Linked DNA regions of Mus musculus: region 1 is linked to region 2. Evidence: chromatin contacts called from public HiChIP or PLAC-seq data. All regions are on one chromosome and are shown on one strand. Each heading gives the region's core, a stretch centred on a gene start, on an enhancer-like site or on the middle of the called end of the contact. The rest is flanking DNA. Distances are from core to core; before and after follow the strand shown.

Region 1 (6,900 bases), core at 504-3,003, 560 kb after region 2:
ATTTGAACTCTGGACCTTCGGAAGAACAGTCGGGTGCTCTTACCCACTGAGCCATCTCACCAGCCCCAAAATCCTAAGTCTTAACATATGAGATCATTCAAACGTTGAATCTCTCTGTGTGATTCTGCATGTATATTCATTTTTGCATATATATATACATATGTATATATATACCCAAACATACACATCTATATAAATATATAAACAAATATAGTTTTACTGGCCATAGCTGCATTAGTCATTTACATATTGTTTATGATTGCTTTCATTCTACAGAGCTGGTTATCAGTAGCAGACATTATGTCCTGAACCATAAACTTAACTCTTCCTCTCAGGGTGAAGAGAAATGGCAGTCCCCAATGCTTCTTTAATCTCAGTTAGTCACGGGCATACTTAACTCTCCTTCACGCAAAGCTTTTATTTATTCGACAAATACTTGCTGAGCACACCCCTTTTAAAACAATGTTTAACTCTGTCTCTGTGGTTAGGGAAGTGCATTCGGTGCCTGCCCTCAGCTCTCATCCTTTGGTTGCGATGGCCTTTGGTGACTGTGAGGGGAGAAAGGGAAGAGGTCCCATCCTTGGGTGCTTAGTGCAGCGGGGAGGTTTTGGAGGTAGGACCTGGCTCCTCAGACTGGGACACACCCACCTCCTACTTTGCGAGGCTTTGATCTTTGTGTCTGTGCCTCTGACCTCACTTCACATTGTAAAATGCTTCCGCAGGCGCCCTCTTCCCCTTCCAGCCCAACTTTCCATTTCCTCTGTCTTCTGTCCCAGGTGTTAAAGCTGTATTAACTAAAGATGGGCCAAGGGCACCGGAAAACCAGCTCTTGGCACTTAGGGCGTGTGCCCCAGAGCCAGCATACTTCAGGCTTTACATAGCCACTTTTTTTTTTTTTTTTTTTTTTTTTTTTTTTTTTTTTGAGACAGGGTTTGTATAGCCCTGGCTGTCCTGGAACTCTGTAGACCAGGCTGGCCTTGAACTCTGCAATCAGCCTGCCTCTGCCTCCCAAGTGCTGGGATTAAAGGCATGTGGCACCACTGCCCGGCTACGTAGCCAATTTAATCTGCTCTAGAAAAAAACCTTTCTTTCAAAAGCCAGGTACCTTTTATTCTGTTTCACAGATAGAAACCTTGAAGCTCAGAGAGGTGAAACAATTTGCCCAAGGTCTATTAAACAGAGGAGACTGGACTCTGAATTCAGACTGCAACTCCTGTTTGTAAGCTCTCAGTCATGTAGGTCAAGTGCCAGGCCAAGGAATTGGCATATTCTGTAATGCCAGGAAAGAGGTGAGTAGGAAGCGAGGCTACCTCACCCTGTCTCCCCTGGAAAACTGGTAGTGACAGACCAATGGATTTTGGATTTGAGCATTTCCCACCAAAGGACATAAATTCTAACAGGTAGGAAGTTCGGTGGTAGAGGAAAGCCAGGCATGCCTGAGGCCCAGTCCCCTCCATCAAAAACAAACGGACATCCTGACTTCTGACTACTCCTGGAGTAAGCAAGGGATAATTACCCACAATACCTGGGGCTGTGAATTCAGCAGAACTGACCAGACAGGCAAGGCCTAAGGTACAGGTGGAATGTTAATGACGATGCTAGAGAAAAGGGAGTGTCCAGTAAGTTTGGGGACCGCTGAGTGAGAGGCTTGTAAGATGTGGGCCTGGTGGATTCCTGTGCACAGCAGGGGGTTAGCCACCGCCCTGGGTCAGCAGGCACCTCTAAGGAGGAATGTTCCGAGGAATCAGTTTGGGAATGTGGCTTCAGGCCTGGCCGTTTCCTCTTTGTTTAGTTAGCGATTACCAAACACTTTTGTGTGGGTGCGGATCGGGCTACCGGACTGCCTTGAATCTCTGCTGCTTGCGCCCCGAAAAGGAAGAGGATCAGTACCACGTGACCACCGGCGGCAAGCTCCGTTAGGAAAAGATGTGAAGGTTAGTGAAACAAGATCATACTGGAGTTTTTTACAGAGCCTGGTGACTCAGGGATGGCTCGGTAAAAATACCTGTAGACTGAGGTCGTAGAAGCCGTCCTTGGTGACTAAGGTTTCACGTATCTCAGTTTGTCAAATTCTTTGTTAAGTGGTTCAAAACATTGAGAAAGACCTTAGGGCCCTAACAGAAACTTTCTTCTCAATGACACAGGAGGTCTCGGACTCTGAGTCAGTGGCCCTGGGCTCCAGAGCAAAGTAAGCATGGGAATGCATGGAATTTATTTGTAGTTTGCAGGAAATAAAGTGTTATTGTTAGGGACGTTTCCTGTCATAAACACACACACACACACACACACATATACATCAACACTTTAATTTGGCTTTAAAATAGCAACCTTAGATGTTGTTTTTGATCCAGGAACGTATGGGAAACCCCAAATTATATGTGTTTTGTGTTTTCTTTGCCTTTTTTGAATTTGTGGTGTAAGAATTCTCCATATTTCTCACAGATAGGATGTTAGATGTTTCTAGTTTCTTGGTGCTGTGCACGTAAAGATGTATGACTTCACTGTATGTGTGTGTGTAGGTGACACTGCAGTATAAATAGGGAGATTCTAGAGAGTTCTGTGATGCATTAGATATGAAAAACTAGCCTTTTGAGGCTGATGTGTAGCTCTGTGTCCCAGTACAAAAAGAGCAAAAAACTTAAAAAAATAAAACAACCTGGCGCACACCTTTAATCCCAGCACTCGGGAGGCAGAGGCAGGCGGATTTCTGAGTTCGAGGCCAGCCTGGTCTACAAAGTGAGTTCCAGGTCAGCCAGGGCTATACAGAGAAACCCTGTCTCGAAAAACTAAACAAACAAACAAACAAACAAAAAACCAACCCAAAACTAATAATAGCACTGGGACTCCCAATTAGGGAGGAAACTATTTATGTATGACATTCTCAAAAAGAAAATTTTAATTAAAAAAAAGAAAAGAGTGCTCACTTCGGCAGCACATATACTAAAATTGGAATGATACATCCTGGCCCCTGCTGCAAGGATGGCATGTAAATTTGTGAAGCGTTTCATAAATTAAAAAAAAAGAAAAGAAAAGAAAAGCAAGGTGGAGGGTGGTAAGCCTGCTTGGGGTGTGCCGGCGGGGGGGTGGGGGGTGGGGTGGGGGGCTTGGCAGAGTGCAGGATGTGGGGGTGGTGTGCGGGGGGGGGGGGGGGAGGGCGGGCGGGGGAGGTGCTGGGAAGGGAAGAAAGTCCAGCCTTCCTCCCCAGTGCTTCCCAAGGTTTTGGAAACTATCTTAGGGACTTTTCTTCTTGAGAGAGCAACACACATAGATATTCAACAGTTAGCACCGATGGTCTGGACCATCTACGAGTGTGGCTGAAGTGTTAAGGTCCTGGGGCTTATGTTAAGGAGTCAGTGTCCTGGGAGGTGTTAGGGTAGTGACCATTTGCCAGTTGATATATAAGGATGTTATTTTTATAATAATTTTAATTATTTGTGTATATAAGTATATATATTGGTACACATCACATGTGTGCTCCTGGTGCCCATGGAGATGAGGGGTCCAGGATCCCCTGGAACTGGAGTTATAGACAGTTGTAAACTATGTGGGTGCTGGTAATCAAGTCCGGGTACTCTGCAGGAGCAGCCAGTGTTTTTAACCACTGAGCCATCTCTCCAGCCCTGTGTTTTCTTTCTATTCATTTTTGGTTTTTCTTAGAGACAGGGTCTCACTGTGTAGCCCCACCTGCAGCTTGCTGTGTAACCCAGGCTGACCTTGAACTCACAGAGATGCCCTTGTCTCTCCTGACTACTGAGTGGTGGGGTTAAGTGTGCAACTGGGCCTTTTTCCTTTCTTCTTTTAGACCTATTTATTTTATTATTTTATGTGTATGAGTGTTTTTCTTGCAGGTAGGTCTGGACATCTTGTGCATCCTGAAGTTGGAGTTGGATGCTTGTGAACCCCCATTCAGTTGCTGGAAATGCAGATCCTTTATGAAATAGCAAGTGTTCTTATCCACTGAGCCATCTCTCCAGCTCTGGGCTTTATTTTCTCAATTGTAGTTAGCTTATTTCTTGGATTCAGAAAAGCCCTTTGGATAAGCCCTCAGCAGTGAGGGTCAGACTTGTGCATGGAGATAGAGAAGGCAGGAATGTGTCCTGATAGGCTTCCCTTAAGCCCTGGGCACACCCCTGTCGGCTTCAGGGAATGATTAAATTCCCGGGTTGCTCAATTGGAGTCCCGTTTCCGTTGCTAGATGAGGTGGCGATCTCTCCTGGCCCAGCCTCCACTTTTTTTGAAACAAGGTCTTGCTTCATAGACCCTGCTGACCTCAAAGTTGCCAAGATCCTCTTGCCTCAGCCTCTGGAATTCTGGGATTACAGGCACATACCACCCTGGGTTCACATTCTCTCTCCTGGCCTCCTCTTCTGGCTCTTTCTCACTTATTTATAGCAGATTGTGTGCTGTTGATTCTGCAGAGCGGTAAGACGGTGAGCCTCAGTAGCACTTTTTTGAGATGCGAGGAGGAGAGAGGAGAAACTCTGAGAGGGAAGGGGCAGGTTGCCAAACTGGTTTAACCCTGCTCTGGAAGGCCAACCAGAAAAAAACAAAAGTCCTAGCTTGGCTCAGAACAGTTTAGCTTACCAACAAAGGGAATTGGGGAAGAGAAGGAAGAAAACAGAAGAGAAAGGGTCAGGGGAAGGGCTCCAGGCTCCTCTCTGCAGGAGAGCTTCGAGGAGTGCTCAAAGGCCTGGCTTGGGAAACATGACTGTTTATTCTGAGGTGTGAGACCTGGGGGACATGCTACCCTGATCTATGGTGATATTTAACCTGAGGAGTGGAAGGAGAATTGTCTTCAAAAGCAGCAGGCTGTCAGTTTCCTGGAGATATTGCTTGCGCACTTGAGTAGGTGAAGGCCCGGGTCTGCCTGCGTTCAGTTCTCAGAATTCACAGAGCAGAAATGAAAGTTGTCTTCTGACTTCGTACGTGTGCTCCCTAGCACAGTAAATAAGTGTAACAAGACGATTTTTAAAAGGAAACACCCGTTTTCTTTTCTTTTTTTTTTTTCTTTTTTTTTTTTTTTTTTTTGGTTTTTTTGAGACAGGGTTTCTCTGTATAGCCCTGGCTGTCCTGGAACTCACTTTGTAGACCAGGCTGGCCTCGAACTCAGAAATCTGCCTGCCTCTGCCTCCCGAGTGCTGGGATTAAAGGCGTGCGCCACTACACCCGGCTTTTTCTTTTTCTTTTTTCTTTTTTTTTGGTACTCGTTTTCTTAAAACCACTTTGCAGATCTAATGTCTGTGCTTCCTCTGGTGTGCACCTCCACTAAGGCCTTAAAGCATTCCTGTCTCCATCTTTCCCCAGCCATCTATCTGCTTCCTGCCACGGTGCACATCTTATCTTGTCATCTCCTTCCTTATCTTGAGACTGCAAAACATGCCAGAAAGTCTAGAATGAAATTTCAGTAACTGGAGTCATAGCGACAGATAGTCGCTGGCTGTCTTCCTACCTAGACCATTTTCAACACCACTCCTCCTCCTCCTCCTCCTCCTCCTCCTCCTCCTCCTCCTCCTCCTCCTCCTCCTCCTCCTCTCCTTCCTCCTCCTCCTCTGCTTCCTCTTCTTTTAAAAGCACACTCACCCTCAGACCCTTTGTTTTGTAGACCCTGGCTGGTTTTGAACTCACTATCCTGCTTCAGCTTCCCAAGTCCTGGGACTGTGTGAGCCACCACCCCGGTTTATGTACGCTTCGTATCTTTTGAATATTTGAAAGGAATTTCCCAGGGAGTAATTTTGAGTGTAAGTTAGGATTGCTGAGTTTAGACCTTATATCTACCCTCTCTACCACTCCTTCCACCCCAGTTTTTCTGTGTGGCTGTGGCTGTCCTAGAACTCACAGAGATCATCCCCCTGCCTCTGCCTTCTGACTGCTGGGATTGAAGGCCTGGGCCTCCACTAGCCAGCTGACCTTATTTCTTCTTAAGTAAAGATGTAAAATGAACCTTTTATAAGTTATACTTGAAAATTGCTTCTAAAGGCATTTCCAGCTGAGTAAAGATCTCTGCTACTCTTCAGTTGAGCATGGAATGAAGTGACTGCCGGAATGAGCTTGGGATTAGGAGAGGTTTCAAACACTAGACCCACTATCTTCCTGCCCCCTGCCTTCCTGTTTTGAGACTGGGTCTAAAGTATAGGAGATGGACCTTAAACTTCATGTGGATTGAGTCGAACCCAAGACTCCTGCATACGAGGCAAACAGTTACCAACTGAGTTATATTCTAGCCCACGTTAGACTCTCTTTTCTAATCATTCCTCCTTTCTTGTCCTAGTTTGGCCCCTTGCTTGGCTTGGTACCACCTCTGGTTTGGATTTTGGTACCCAACCTGGGCCTCCATGCCTAAGCTACTTCCTAGGCTGCAAGAAGGACAGAACACTGGCCTTCTGATCTATTCAGCCACATGCAAATGAGGTGTGTGTGTGTGTGTGTGTGTTGTTTTGAGGGACCTATTTTTACTCAGGTGCCCACAACCCACACCCTTCTATTTACTCTCCCAATATGCCTTATGACCTCCAGTATGCTGGCTGCTTGTGACAGCCTTCTCTGAAGTTCTGAGCAAATTAGATTTTCTCCACACATGAGACTGTGGGTGAGCATTACACAAATGATACTGAGTGACAGGAGGCAGTAGCACACCAGGTGCTTTGTAATACTTGTATGCAAGTGAAGCCAGTGGTTGGGACAGTGACTGGGATGAGATGGGGGAGGCTGGCGGGGAGTAGAGCAAGGGAGCTGGGATGCTGCTGTTGCTGTTGAGTGTTCTACAACTTAATTTGAGTGCTGGCTACAAGAGTATTTTTAATAAGTAAGGGTACTGCTATGTAGCCCTGCCTGGCTTTGAGTTCGTGGCAATCCTGCCTCCTGTTCTGAGTGACAGAATTATAAATATGCAAATTGCTGCCC
Region 2 (6,548 bases), core at 774-3,273:
CCGCAGCCATGGGCCTCCTTGCTTACCCTAGCTGCACACCCTGGATGTCAGGAGACACAGAGAGGAAAGCTCTGGTGGCATTTCCCAGCAGCGGAGCTCTGAGTCAGAAGGTCACCTACTGCTGGAAGTCTGAGCAGACCTATGGCAAACAGGAAGCTAGAGTTAAGTACCAAAGAAGTCCAGGGATGGGAGGGAGGGGGAACAGTTTAGGTAAAAACACATTATCTTTCAGGAGAGCTAAGCCTGTTGCTTGTGGCACCCCCGGGCAAAGCTGGGCCAATCCAGCTCCCTTCCCCACAGGCACGCCCTTAGAGGAATCCCTTAGAGGAATCGGGACGCCTAGAACCACTTGCAGAAGTCCAGATCTTCTGTGTGTTGCTTATGAGACTATTTCCCCACTTGCAAAATTGGGGGTAGGGGAGAAGGCTAGAACCTGGCTCATAAGGTTAGGAGAACAAACAAGAACAAAAGCACCAAGTACCTCCCCGTGTAAGCACCGCTCAGCTCTCCACATCCTCCTTTTGTTAGAAGACAGGGAGCAGCGTCCCAATTTCCCAACACTGTCTCTTGCTCTAAGGAATTTGATTCACTGGCTTTGGGTTTCAGATGCTAATATTAATAAAATATATAGGATCCCACCAGGACCCCTTACACACCACCATCACCACTACCTCTCTGGGGCTCTGGCTCTCCTCCTGTTTGCTACGAGGGTAGGAAGAATGAGCTGACCTAACTTTCACATTTTCCCTTAAAACTATTCCAAACAGGCACCTGGGTTCCCGAGTGGAGCAGTCACAGATGGGGGTGGGGAGTGGGGAATGATGGCACCAAGAAGTGGATCCTCAGGACCCTAACGTACATCCCAGCCAAGACGTCTCACAGGGTTTCATCATCTGAGGCTGATGCAAGAAGCTTGGAGCCAGACTCCCCTGCCTCCCCTCCCCCAGAGGTCTCCATCCACATCTTGAGCTGCAGCTGGGTCCTCCTCTTGGGCCTTTTCCAGAGGAAGGAGCTGGGTGAAGCCTGGGAAGGGAGGGCAGCTGGTGAGGGGCCCTGTGAATGGTCCTAATGTTGGTTGTTGGGGGGCAGGGAGAAGAGTGGGGCTGGGAGGGTGCAGGGGTGAACTGGAATGGGACTTGACTTCACATTACTGGTCTCCTTTCTCATAGCCCTGTGTTGAAAAGTCTCCTGGGCTAATCCTTTATATACATTTCTGATGGCAGCGCTGGCCTCCTTTGCCTTCTAGCTTCTCCCAGGTATCTGGAGTCAAGTGCTTCTTTGTTCCTACTACTTCCCAGGCAGATCTGGCCTCCCACATCGACTCCCCCACACACAACCCGCCCCCCCCCCCCACTGTCACAAAGAGTGTGAACCAGGCCCTGTGGGTCATAAAGGTTAGTGGGACCCTGGTTTAGTGAGGAGAACCTGAGCCAGTCAGCCATCAAAGCAAACTATGAGCTTAAAGATGTTGCAGAGTGGAGGTGGGGAAATTTACTTCCACATCAACAAGAATCCCCTTCAATAAAGGTTGGCGGATTTACCGAAATAAATGCAGAAGGGACACTTCGCTGACTCTTTCAAATTGCAAATTGCTCATCTCTATGAGATGCTTTGAGGTGCAGCACACCGCCCAGCCCAGAGACCAGGTTCTTACCCATGCCTAGCCACAGACTCGCTGTATGACCTTGGGGTGTTCCTCTTTGAGTCCCGTTCCTCATTTAGGAAAGGAAGATCCCACTGAGACTGAGGTACCATGACTTCGAGGGCCGTGGTTCCCGAATGGTCAACTTCCCAGGGACGAGTCCATCATGCCACTCCCGCTTTCACTCCCAAGCCCTCCAATCCTACCCCGCCCCTCCCAGCCACCCGATGGACGGGAGCCAAGAGGTCTCTTTAAAGGCTCAAGTCCCGCCTCTGCTGCTCGTTGGGGCCTTCTATTGGCGGCCTCTGGGAGGGGCGGGGCCCTGCGCGGCTCTGAGGGGCTGGGGGTGGGTCCTGAGGTGGCTCGGCCCCCGCCCCCTTTGTTCGCGCTGCGGCGGGAGGTGGCGGTCCGGGTGGGAGGTGTGTGCGCGCGCGTGTGCCGCGCTGTAGGGAGCTGCGGGTCTCACTGCCCGCTGTCAACGAGCTCAGCACCTCCGCGCGATGGCTGGAGGAGACGCATGGGACCAGCCCCGTGGGGCCGGCCGCGGCTGAGCCCCTCTGCCGCCTCCTGCGAGCATGTCACCTCCAGCCTACGAGGTCGCTTTCGCTAGCAGGGTCCCTGCCTCCGCCTTCTGCAGCCGCAGCCGCTGCCTGGAGCAGTGGCCCCCGGACCCCCGCCCCTGATCCGCGCCCAGACCCTGGTGCCGGAGGACCATGGCTGGCCAGGGCGACTGCTGCGTCAAAGTGGCCGTCAGGTAAGGGTCGATGGCGGGGAAGGGGCGTGCGAGGAGGGGTTCGAGCTTTGTCTCGCGTGTTCTCGGGCGGGGGGCGCGGGCACCGCTCGAGCTGGAGTCTGCAGTCCAGGAGGAGGGGCCGACGCGCGCTGGCCCGGCTGCCGCAGGGGAGCGGCGGCCCAGCGGACTGATGGAAGGTGGCTTTGTTTGGGTGGTAATTTCTGGCCCCTCTTGGGAGCACTTAATGATCAGAAAATCGAATAAACAAGGAAATCCGGTATTTCACACCCAGCTTTGGCCCAGGCCGGAGCGTCTGTGTGTTTCCTCTTGTCCTCCCCATGAGGCTGCTGTCTCATTCTGGGGTATAGGAGGGAATCCCCCCTCCCCCCATCTACCCCAGTTAGCCAGTTCTACGCTCTTGATCCAGCTCACCATCCTGGGAGCGGATACAACAGACAAAGATCGGTTGTGGGACCCATGAAAGGGTTGGAATGGTGCCTTGGCTTTCCACGGGGTGCCAATGGCTTTTGGAGAAAGCCCTGCTGGTCCTGCCCCAAGAGGAGATGGTGCTAGGGAGGAAGAAAAAGGTGTATCCGAGGGACTAATCCAGAAGGGGTGAAAGGGGTGACAGGACCCTAATGCTACATTCACAGGCACAAAGGTGAAACTGAGCAGGGGGGAAGGGCCCCTAGATTTATCTGGATTCCCATTCCCGATATCTGTAGGTATTAGAAGTAATCTGGCAGACATTAAGAGGAAAGAGGACGGGACTTAGTGGGTTCTTTTCCTAGGGGCACACAGGTGCAGGGACAGGAAATGCTACAAAGTTGAACTCTCTGTTCTTTGCAGAGAGTGAAGATGCCTCCCACCAGCTCTCCCGACTGTGTTTTGTGGTCTTCTCTTTAAGAAGAACATAGTGGGAGAGTAGCAATGTGAGTGAGCTGGTCACCAACTCACAGATGCACTGAGGAACATACATCTCTGGTTCTGGCCTTATAGAGTGGGGGAGGGGAGCAGTCAAATTCTAGGGTAGGTCCTTGAGACAAGTGTTCAAATCCCCTGGGTCAGAGATGACCCAGATTCCAGGGATCCTGGGAAGAAGCTCATAGACAAGATGAGAGAAATCGATGAGATAGGTTCTCTCTTCCTGCCCCAGAGCAGATGCCCACCCCCCAACTCTGTATAATCCAGAGAGAAGGCACGGAGGCTTAGTATATAATAGCTCAGGTGCTGAGGGAGGGAGATTGAGGGCTGCTGGTCCAGCAGCTCCTACAGCAGTCAGAACACCACCCGTGCACACACTCTGCCTGGCACTGAACAGCCTGAGACAAAGAGGAGCCCTGCAGGTGTCTGGTGGGCTGGTGGGGCGGAGCCAGGCTGCCACTGAAGCTGACATTGCAGCAGGAACCTTTGGAGGTCGAGGGAAGGGGAGCACGCATGGGCCGGGTGGGAGTGAGACATGTCAATATGGCATCTACAGCAGATGGGGAGAGGGGAGCTACCTGCCGTAAAAAGAAAATGGAAGCCCAACCTCCAACCAGTGTGAACCTGGACTGACAGGACAGGAGACGGGGTGCTCTATCCATGGGGTCTTTCCTTTAGACTCCATTTTACCGGAGAGAGCCAAACAAAGGCCTTCCCCCTTGATTCATACTCCCCAGTCTGGGCCTGGCATGGTAAAATATTGGAGTTCCCACTTCAGGAGCCTGGGGGCATGGGCACCTGTATAGAAAATAAAGGGAAAGCTAGTGTTCCTTCCCACAATGACTATCGGGACGTTTCTGGGACCTTTACCACAGAGAAGGGCTGGTGGCTGCCTTCTGCACCCAGGGCTTTGGGATGCTCTTCCTAACTGGAGTCAGCTGTGTATATGAAGTTGTGTGGAAATTGAACATCTGAAGCGCTAGCCTTTCCAAGGGCTCCAAAAAGGTGAGAGCCCCGCCCACTCATTCCGTCTGGCTCTAGATCAGCCAGCCCGGCACACGCCAGACCTCAATGGGCAACCGGCCGTGCAGGCAGACAATGCCTGGACAGAGCCCAGGTTCTAATCAGAGAGCTGAGGGTGGGACTGGGCTGGGGGAAGGAGCAGATGGTGCCAGCGATGTGCTTTAGGGGGAATTCTCCTTGGTTTAGCATCTCTTCCCATGTCCCACCTCCAGTGTCACCACCTGTGTCATTGAAGAAGGGGCTGGGTGGGAGGCTGCAGTCTGTGGCACATTTATGAGCAGCAAGGATTTGAGAACTGCCCGCTGCTGTAAGTTTCCTAGCTGCTGACAAAGAGAGCTGTCTTCCTGACTTCCTGGAAGTCCTCTCCGAATTCCCATGAGAGTCATTTATGGTGAAGGCCTGGGATCTGGCCCTGTGAGCAGAGTGAGACGGGGCTGATCAGGGGTGTGCATGGGAAGACAGCCTGGGATGTTAGAAAGGGGACCCTGAGGCTCCTGATTTACAGCCCGGACAAAGGTAAAGCTGTCTGTGTTCAAAGTGCTGCTTGGCGGCCTAGACTCCTAGAGTCAGAAAGAGGGAACTTTCAGGATGTGGGGAAGAGGGCCAGGTGTGACAAGGCCCCCAAATCCTCACCCCTGCTAGGTAGAGTCAGACCCATCTGCCCTTGAACCCAGGCTAGCCCACCTTACACTAGAGATTCCCAACCTGTCCCACCTCTGCCTGCCTGGGATCTTTTTATCCACTAATCCCTGTACTCTAAAGGCTGGATTGGCCTTTACCTGAGGTCAGGGAAAAGGATGCGCAGCCAAGCCAGAGAAGACGGCTGAGCTGTATCCACCATGCTGCAGAGACAGAGCCCTGGCAAATGGGGGCTATAACTGTGGGGGTCGAGGGGGGAAATAGCCAAGAAACCTAAGTAGGCAAAGTTGAAATTGGGGAAGGAAGCCAGGCTACGTGATGGGTTTACTTAAGACCCTTTCAGGACCCTGGCTCTGAGCCTCACCATAAAGAGAGTCCTTGGTGTGGCCTAGCCCCTTCCCCTTATCTCTGCCTGACTCTGCTCAGCTTCCTTCCTTTAGTGTGCTGGGGAGGGGGAGGTGCCTTGGCCAGCCCCACAACCAGCCAGGGACCCAGGGGACAGTGGTGGATTCCATCCTTGCCCTCTCCTAGCTGGGATATCTCACTTCAGCTACTTCCCAAGTATTAAGGCTTCCCTGGAGTCTTGCTCAGTGACTGCCTACATTTCTAATCAAGACTTTGCCAGGATGGGAAGGAGAGTAAAAGACAGAAGAAACTGTGGGGTGGCTGTGTGTGTGTGTGTGTGTGTGTGTGTGTGTGTGTGTGGGTGGGTGCTTTCAGGGTCCCAAGGCTAAGCAGTGCTATCCACTGCCAGCTATGTCCTGTGCTGTCCAATTTCCAGATCTGAGAAACTGAGCCCTCTATGGGCTGTGTAGAGACTTGAGGTCTTGCAAGTGGCCTCCTACTTGAGAAACAGGGCTTATATCATAATAAGGAAGTGGAGTGTTGTAACCACAGGCCCCGGAAATTGGCCCCTCCACTACCCAGCCAGCCTGTTTGATTGGCTCTTGGCTTTTGAAAACAACCAAGCAGAGGTAGGGTGGGGCTGGGGCCAGGGAACCAACAGAGGTGACACAAGGTTGACACCCTTATTATAGCTCTGGGGACAAAGGGCAGGGCAGAGCCCATGTAATTGTCTGACCCTTCCCTCTCTTGTCTTTCTGGACCTCATTTTGCCTGTCAGAGAATGGGAACTCTTGCTGGTTCAGTGCAGAGAGGATTGAGCGTAGTGCCTTGAGAAGACTCCTGGGGCATTGAGGATGAGTAAAATGTTTAAACAAATATCCCTTAGTTAAGGAGGTGTCCCTCTAGTTTAAATGATAATATCTATTTAGTAAAGGTGAATTCATTTGCAGCTAATCCATTCATTTTTTGACTGTGACCGAACACCATAATTGCTTAGAATTTTGCTCAGTGCTGGGCACTGTGCTCGTACTATCATGCTCAGCTGACCAAATACTTGATGCTCCTCTCATGAGCAAACACAGGGCAGCAGGGATGGGGGAAAAGGCTGGATCCAAACCCAGGGCACTCTCCTTTGCAAGCACACGCTTACTAGACAGCCCTTGCCTGCCCAAACTGGAGTCTCATTCCAGCCTCTAATTGGCTGAGTGCTGTGGTCATGGTCGCTGCTTCTGTTCCTTCAGA

The links. HiChIP or PLAC-seq counts read pairs in DNA pulled down with a chosen protein or histone mark.
Region 1: an H3K27ac HiChIP or PLAC-seq map of thymic regulatory T cells shows a contact between it and region 2, with 4 times the contacts expected there. The contact joins the promoter of Platr22 here to the promoter of Kif21b in region 2. A contact is called at or near these places in 2 of 484 Hi-C or Micro-C datasets (CD4 T cells and muscle stem cells) and 3 of 115 datasets of contacts at active chromatin or transcription factors (memory CD8 T cells, pancreatic cancer cells and thymic regulatory T cells).

Annotation. Positions count from the first base shown.
Region 1 is chr1:136,694,458-136,701,357 of GRCm38.p6, forward strand. Platr22 (pluripotency associated transcript 22) reads left to right here and starts at 1,754. Exons shown (of 5, transcript NR_037986.1): 1 at 1,754-1,934. It also overlaps the pseudogene Gm24086.
Region 2 is chr1:136,129,367-136,135,914 of GRCm38.p6, forward strand. Kif21b (kinesin family member 21B) reads left to right here and starts at 2,024. Exons shown (of 35, transcript NM_001039472.2): 1 at 2,024-2,396. The coding sequence starts at 2,356. Gm15850 (predicted gene 15850) reads right to left here and starts at 1,817. Exons shown (of 3, transcript NR_046170.1): 1 at 1,655-1,817; 2 at 27-139.